Regions from separate parts of the Bactrocera dorsalis genome. Here region 2 is linked to region 1. The links are chromatin contacts, called in public Hi-C maps. All regions are on one chromosome and are shown on one strand. Each heading gives the region's core, a stretch centred on a gene start, on an enhancer-like site or on the middle of the called end of the contact. The rest is flanking DNA. Distances are from core to core; before and after follow the strand shown. Region 1 holds the start of LOC105231143 (protein bunched, class 2/F/G isoform). Region 2 overlaps LOC105231143 (protein bunched, class 2/F/G isoform).

What was found. Hi-C and Micro-C count contacts between places; a contact is called where the count stands out from the background.
Region 2: a Hi-C map of whole body shows a contact between it and region 1, with 5 times the contacts expected there. The contact joins the enhancer-like site here to the promoter of LOC105231143 in region 1. A contact is called at or near these places in 2 of 2 Hi-C or Micro-C datasets (both in whole body).

The regions. Positions count from the first base shown.
Region 1 is chr1:102,049,812-102,054,199 of ASM2337382v1, reverse strand. LOC105231143 (protein bunched, class 2/F/G isoform) reads right to left here and starts at 1,793. Exons shown (of 6, transcript XM_019992051.3): 1 at 1,653-1,793.
Region 2 is chr1:102,087,891-102,092,278 of ASM2337382v1, reverse strand. All of the region lies in intron 3 of LOC105231143 (protein bunched, class 2/F/G isoform), which reads right to left. Among protein-coding and RNA genes, the nearest start is that of LOC105231143, 38 kb to the right of the region's middle. Within about 2 kb of position 1,893, the one cell type or tissue checked has open chromatin away from gene starts, as enhancers often do.

The sequences.
Region 1 (4,388 bases), core at 544-3,043:
CAACGAAACAGCCGAATGAAGCAAATGCAGACAAACCAGAAATGAAAGTGCGAAGCGCAAGAGTGATAAAAGTACAAGAAGAGAAAATTCGTTGCCATTGCTTTAGATGTCGGAAAAATGCTGCTGCGCTGCTGTGGCGCTACTATTTACCGATTACAAAGCCAGCCACTGGAGGAAAGCAAAATGGATTGGAATGCAAAAATTCTTTTCGACATTTTCGTTGTATCTTTCGAGGGCGAAAACCCGACATATTGGCTTGCAGGCATATGCGGTTGGAACACTTAGGCAAACGAGAAAATGTCATTAAGTACATATAACTATTTGGCTACATATACTATATTTTTTTCTATTAGCGACATTGACACTGATAGTACAATAAGATCCGCTGCATTATTAAAATCAAATTAAGAATGTCTTATGTAAATATATATATAGAATAACCATAGTATTAAAGAATAAGTCCCAACATAAAATAATTGAAACTTCTTGTATGTATTTGTGGCGTAGAAATTCCGGTGTTGACCTTAACGCAGTTGCAAATAGATGATGTAAAATATATTCCTTTTAACCTATCATTTGCATTCTATTTCACTCTATCCTCCATTGTTAAAAACCAATAACTCAAATTCTGCGTTTTTCAACGCTTTGAACTAGGTTTTGTAAATATTTATTTGTTTCGCATACTTATTGGCAAACACTTATTTCACATAATCTATCGAAACACAAGCCGCGTGTAATTTAAAATATTCCTTCTTCTGAAACTTAGGTAGAAACATTACAAACAGCACACTATGATTTATTTTACCATAACACGATGGGGTGTTGACGATTTTCGCAATATGTGCACCATGCGTTAGGCAAAAATTTAGTTTTTGTGAAAATTTTGCTTATTTCTTAATTTTTCACATTTTTTTCATTTAATATATCAAGAACCGAACTGTGAAATAAGCAAATAACAGAAACAAAAAAACGGCAGCGTTGCCGCAGCACCAAACTATTCTCGGATCATTCGGTTCATAACCAAAGTCAGCAGGCGACTACACACAATCACATCGATTTGTTGCATTAATTTACTAAACATTTTACTTATTTGCAAACACGACATACACATAAAAAACACTGCGAGTTGTTAATTAATGCAACGGTTAACACTTTTCAGCTATTAACACCTTTCTACACTATTATTTTCGAGTGTAATTTAGTGAAACTTTTCGCGAAAATTTCATTTTTGCCAATAGAATCGACGACGTAGTGTGGAATGACACACGGCAAAAAATTTGACATTTGTAGCAGCGCTGCGTAATCAAAACGATGAGAGCAATCGTCGTCGCTGTAGTCGCCGCCGCTGCGGACGAACGGAGAATCAACGAATAGTGAACACACAAACGGAAGATAAAGTAGTAGCGCATAAAGAACGTAGTATGTAATAACAACAACAACAAAATAACGCCAGAAATATACGAAGAGCGCGTTAACACAGCGCCGCTGCAGCAGCGGCTATGTGCGCGCACACACGCACACAAACAGCCACAAAGAAATATACTTCGGCTAGCCAAACGCAGCTGAGCCTTTAATATTCGCTATTATACACAAATTACAAGCATAGCTTTAGCACAGCGCATGAGCTTATATATCACGAAAATTAGACATACTTTATTTTGCACAATTTATATTGTTTAAACGCTGCGTAAATTCACATTTCACTTCCACAAACCCTTTTTCACAACGAACTGAACTGACGACTGCGAACGAACGAGCTAATGTACGAATGTCAGAAACTTGACAGATACAAAAATGTCAAGATATGCACAAAGCGGAACACGAAAGTGAAAAGGAAAACGAAAGAATGCGGTATTTGGGAAACAAAACTAGAGGATTTCAGCTTAACAGAGGAGTTTGTGATAATGTTTTGCCGGCAGATGTCGCACGCTTATCAGCAGATGTCGCTTCGGAAATATTAATTGAGGCATTTAAAGTAGGGTTGTAATCTTTGCTGAGACAGTATTTACTGTTTTTTTTTCGAAATATGCACAACCGCTTTTCATTTGTGGGCGGCAAAAGAAGGCTCTACTGTTTTGTTTTTATGAATGAAAAAGAAAATAACAATTATATAACACATATAGTTTAATGCTATAGCCAAGGATTTTGCTTTATTATAAAGATAGAAGTTTGACATTATATAGTAAAAGTCATTTCGAGCCAGTGATTCCCGCAGTTGGCTCGAATGATTTCCAGCTAAGAAGCTCAATTTTCGACCACTTTTTACATTAACTGGTACATATCGTGCCGAATATTCTCATCCATGGGGTCAATTGACACGGGCTTATCTCCGTAGTCAGCAAATACACATAACTCCATAAAAATGTTAAAGCGCACGATCTTGTAGGCCAAGCCATAGCCCAACAACGCAAGATAATGCGCTTTCCAAAAGTTTCCTTTAATAAATTAATAGTTTCGTTCACTGTATGATATATAGCGCCGTCTTGTTGGAACCAAAGGTCGTCCAGATCAACATCCTCAAATTTAGATAGGAAAAAGTTATGAGTCATGGCTCTATAGCGTTCCCCATTGACTGTAACAACATGGCCGGCTTGATTCTTTGCTAAAGCCAGGCTCTTTTTCATCTGATCTTTCCAACGAAGTGGACGTCTTCTTCTTCCTCTGCTTCTTCCGGCGGGTACTCCGTGAAACACTCTCAGAGCCGGAGTGTTTTCATCCATTCATTTTCTGAACTAAAGGGTGGTTGCTCTAGCCAATGATATCAAAATAATTGGCGTAAACCAGCAGTTGTACACTTTTATAGAAGATTGTACCTTCTCTATTCAGCTCTGCAGTTCGAATTATTTTCTCCAGCAGCAGATTGAAGAAGTCGCACGATAGGGAGTCGCCATGTCTGAAACTTAGTTTGGTATCGAAGGGCTCGCAGAGGTCCTTCTCTATCCTGAAGAAGCTTTTGGTATTGTTCAACGTCAGTTTACACTTTTCGTGCTCTCAAAAGCAGCTTTGAAATCAACGAAGAGGTGCTCTTCGTCGCCGCATTTATATAGCTCGGCAGCTAATCCATCAGCCTCCGCCACTTTGCTGCTTTTCAGACGGCTAATTGCTATTCGAACTTCTTCTTGGTCGGGCAATGGAACGTCGACTCCATCGTCATCGATTGTGGAATCGAAAAAAGTATTGCCTTATTGAAAACCAGAAGGGTTGATTCTTCAACCCTTTATCAATAATATTTTGTATTTCACATCATTTCTGTTCAAAGTTCATGCAGATCAAAAGGTTTAAAAAAATTACGAAAATTTTGAACTTTAACTTTTCTTAGCGCCACACTCCCATGATATCTCATGCAATGTTATATTACTCTCTGCGAACTAATGACACAAGTAGCTTTATAGTTTATTCAGAATCTTCTGTAAACAATGCTTCTTGCTTATCTGCTGCTGGTGATGGTTTTATCTGAAAGCTGGCAGACAGATTTCTCGTTGATAAGACTCAGTATGTATTCTGTAGCGAAACTTCTAATACCGTTATCTGCATTTACTAACGTTATATACAAATTTAATGAAGAAACAAAATATTTTTACATAGTAAATTATTTAAATTTTTTCTTTCAGCAAATTTATGGAAACAAATATTTTGCAAACAATCTTGTCTTGTAGACTCACTTATTTTCTAACTTGGAACCATATTCATATTTATCACAATATGGCTATAAATAGCAGTAGTGCCTCCTACGTAAGGGATGTGTAAGTTTAAATACAAAATATTTATAATATTTGCTTTCAACAAATTGCATTTAGTTAGTAGATTAGGGTTCCTGAGCTGTTTCAAATACTCTAGTAGCTGATAATCTGCGTTCTCTCAACAAATTACACACAAATATGTATAAACATATAAAAATATGTATGTATATACTCTATCATCCGCGCTTTTCTGTCATCTGTAACACTATCGCTACCAACTTGTTGTTGTTGCCGTTTAGCTTGACTGAGGTGTTTGTGCTTTGACGCAAATATTTGCGTTAAAGATAAAAAATAAAGTTTCCCAACAACTGACAACGCCAACATTGATGTCAGCAACACTAATTTACGATCTGTATACAATACTATGCTACATAGATATTTTATATGTATATACTACAAGTATGTTTGAATTTATATAGATACTAGGAGATCACTCTATATGACAACCCACTTGAGGGAAGAGGACCTCATATACTATATGATATGTGAACTTCGAATGTTTAATATATATTATTTGTATTTAATTCCGCACAGAACCGCCTCGTAGGGAGCCAACTGGGCGAGTAAGCCGCGCTGCACTTTATTCCATTAAGTACATTGACTCCCCTCCCGTGGTCTAATGACGCCCACATAGATTATTATGTCGGG
Region 2 (4,388 bases), core at 644-3,143, 38 kb before region 1:
AAAAGCAGACAAGAAGGTACTAAGACCAAGAACTTGCTAAGACTTTAGTACTTAATACGAGCTCTTGAAGATACGAATTTTTTGATTGAAAACAAAAAAATCCCTGGTTGATTTTCCAGGGATTTTTCGCTGTAAAAAAAGTTAAAAAATATTGCAAAAGTCCCTTTTTGCACTTTAGCTCGTAGATATTGATTTGTAGTCCCAACATTAGATTTAAGGATATTTTTTGTCAGTTTGCTGGGAAATTTTTTTCGTTGCATATTTTTTCTAGTCTAACGCGTAAATTCGATATCCATTGTTTTTACATTACCTTAATGTATAGCCCCAACATAGGATAAAGGATATTTTTGTTAATTTTTACAGGGATATTTTTGCACTTTCTATACATTTAAAATCCGCTTTTTTGGCGCACCCTGACGTATCGATCCAACATAGTTTATAATAGGGTGAGAGTCTACATGTTAACATGAACCTATAAATTCTATAGCTTTTTTGAATCCCAAGGGATATTTGTTCGGGTATTTGCTCACATTAACCCGTAAGTTCGTTGTTAGTGTTTTTGGTTTCCACTAAGGCATAGTTCCAACATAAGATAAGAGGATATTTTTTGTCTGTTTGCAGGGATATTTTTTTTTTACATATTTTTTCCGGTCTTACGGCTAAATTCGATATCAAACAAAAAATACAAGTATATTTTTTTTATTGCAGGGATATTTTTGCACTTTAACCTATTAAACTGATATTAGGGATATTTTTTTATTTGCATATTTTTTCCTGTCTATCAGAGAGAGATAAAATTCAAGTATATTTTTTTTATTTGCATATTTTTTGCGCTTTAATCCAAACAATTTTTTACTTACTCTTTTTCAACACCCTCATGCATAGCCTCTACATAAAATTCAAGTATATTTTTTTTTAATTTCAGCAAGGATATTTTGTTTTTTTGCGTATTTTTTTTGCACTTTAACCAACAAATTCCAAATTACCCTTTTTGGCGCACCCTAATGTGTTGGTCCAATATAGTTTCAAGTTATAACTGGGATGAATCTCTCTTTCTCTTTATATAGGCTCATTTTAATACACAAATTAAATATTAACTTTTTTTATTGCACACCCTAATGTACCCCACATAGTTTTAAGTGACAACTGGGTGCATGAAATACCCGAAAGTTAGTTAATATCCAATTTTAAAGTATTAAATGCAAAATGGCGCGCAGTAATAATTAAAATTTCATCAATTTTCTAACGTTTACCAATTGTAACAACCTCTATCATTAAGTTGCATAATGATAAAATACTTTTACCAAATACAAATTATTCACGTGAAGCGATTCGTGCGCCAACAGAAGTTTGGAAAGAAATGCGGTCAATGAATGTGGTCAAAATAGAGTACTTTGAGGCACTTGAGCAACACGTGCAACCTCGTTTTTACACTTCCCTTGAATAAACGTAGAAAAAACACACACTTACATATGTACATCAATGCATATGTACATATGTACATATGTATGTAGGTGTGAAAACAAATCAGCAGTTAATGTGAATGAAATTTCGAGAAATAAAAAAATACAAACGAAACAAAGTGGCTTTTGAGCTTGTTCACTAATGGAGCGCGCCTAAGCAACCTTATATGCACGGGCATTTATTTTGTTGTTGTTGATAATTGTATGTTTTTGCTTTTACAAATTTACATTTTATTTTCAAATTGCGCCATTCTTCCAAAACAACTACACACACGCACACACACACATTTCGTTATTGAAGTGCATAAATGCAAGCGAATGAAAGCAAAATTCAAAGCTCGCCACCAGCTCGCGACGAACAACAAGTATGCTCCCCTCTCTATAAAATACGTTTTCGAAATATTCACCTCCTTAGTGCACCATATTCATTCACTTTTCGCTTTGAAACGATCGTGTTATCATTGTGCTGTGTGTTGAGTCGACGAAAGGTGTTGGCAGGGAGGGAGCGAGACACCATAGTAGAAAGCTAACGAAAAGTTCAATGAATTTATTTACTACTCGTAATTTGTGAGTAGCGCCGCCAATCACAAGAACAAAAACAAAAACAACACAAACTTATATAACAACAAGGGAGAAGCATGAAGAAAAGCAAATGATTATTGAAACAACATAAGAAAAAATAAAAACAAATTATAATAAAATCAACAATCAATCGTTTAATGACTTAGCCCCATTCGTTTATTTATTACGACTTCTGAAGTGTTACAACAATGAACCCATGAGCCGGTGTGGTTTGCGAGAGAGTTCCTCTTCTTTTCACATATAGTCAGATATGTAAACATATATACATAAGTATATGTATGTATAGTGATTCATGTCATTATTACGTGATTCGAAACTTTTTGTGGTACTCTGTCCAGCCGCAAAACTTCTCGAATTTTTTATAAAAAAAAATAATTAGATTTTTATAAATAGTAGATTAAAATAAGGCAATTATTCAATAAAAAAAAAAAATAATAACTCCACAAGTTAGCTGAAGCCACCTAGACAGCATAGGATTGCCGGTTCCATAGAAATAGTCCGCCTACAGTTATATCGATAAATGTAAAGCTGACCAGTTGACAAGGAAAGCCGCGCTATCAGTAGAATGAGAGCATGATGGTGCTTCCCTCTTGTTGTGTCTTCTACAACTGGATAGCTGGGCTTCGCGGGATCTTGGTCAACGCTGGGCCACCATCGGTTCAAGCGCTGTCACAAGATCATTTTGGCCTATGATCGATCGTAAGAGATCTGAAAGCTTTTAACCTTCAGTAAGGTTAGCCTTTCCCTAGTTGTATGGGTTCCAGCCGGCCATTGCCCTACCATCGTCCATGCTGTTGATAATCTTACTGGATGCCAGCTGCAGAAGCTGTATGGAAAAAGACGAGGTGAAAACGTCTCAGCACTTCCTTTGCTGACTTATAAGATCGACTAGAGGAGTTCTGCTTTTATGGCATTACAACCGTCCAAATGCGATCTCCGGGTCAGCCATCGAACTTAACCTAGCCTAATCTAATATGTCGATAAGTCTGAATCATTGCTGCTTTCGGACGCTAGTCAAAAATTTGGATATGACAGTTTCTGATAAAATGATACTGGGCTTTATTTGAGAGGTTATACCAGAATAAGTTGGGGGCTAGATTACACAGAGAGATCACTTTAGCTTCGATAGAAAAAGTGCGGTTTCGATGCGGTCGGACCAAAGGCAGACGAGGTTAAGTGAATGCATTTAAGGGTGCTTGCAAAGACGTGGTTGGTGTTATGCCACGACTCTTTGCAAGCAGTATTAGTATATTGTCGGTGTATATTTTGGATAGTTATGAGTATATCCTGCTATAGTATACAGAAAGTAGTTGCGCCTGCTTAACCTTGGAGCTCACGGACGGCGATGGCTAGAGTTTCCAATTGAAGGACGCCAATTGCGGGGGAGAGTCGATGAAAGTGTTAAAAGGTCCGATATGATTGGATTTCAGTACACGTCTGAAGTTGATGGCGTGTGAAATTTAGTCGGTATATTTTTGAAGTTGGTCGACATATTGTAGGAATGTTTGTTTTGATGTTCCTAGGAGGCGGTAGCGCTTCAAGCAAACGACTGCACTGATGATTTCAGTGAAAACATTATATCTCCGCAGAAACTGTTCGGATAGGAGTGCATTATGTTCCTAAACCAGAAGCATGCGGACCTTACTGTATAGGTGTATGAAGGGGTAGATCAGGAGACATTCTGTGATAGTTCGGACGGCAGTAATTTGACTTTTATGTATCTTATTTAGCTGCTTTCTGCTGTATTCAGGTGATCTTATTACGGCTGCGTAATTAACGTCATTAACAAAAATGCTGAGGTCTTTGAATGACCATTAAGAAGTTGGTGAATAAGGTCGCTGTGGATTCAGTAAGAGAATGTTTTAGGCTTAGTGTAGTGAAGGAGTTAGCAAAGCCAAGGAGATATGACTACCCTTGGTATAGCTAATACCATTTTTTGAGAAGCTTTTTGGTAGCAGAGTGACTTTCCACAACTCAATGCATTTAAGATTTGAACCCACTTCTTAACGAATGGTAGACATGCTCCCAAAGCGTTCGGTTACTGCGATTATAATATATTTCCACACATAAAATATAATTTGTATTATTCAGTCAATGTTAAAGAAATGTGTATGAAAAGTATAGATATTCATATAATCTATGCATTAAATATGTATATACATACACACAATTAGTTAAAGAATTTGCGTTGCTACTATGCTATCATTTGGAAGAATTTATTTTTATTAAATGACATTTTTTCTTTATCACGTATTATGCATGTCGCAAATAGCATATCACTGCAAAGTGATGATGAGACGGTGGCGGACATAAGGACAATTGCGTTTTGCTATTATCAACTAT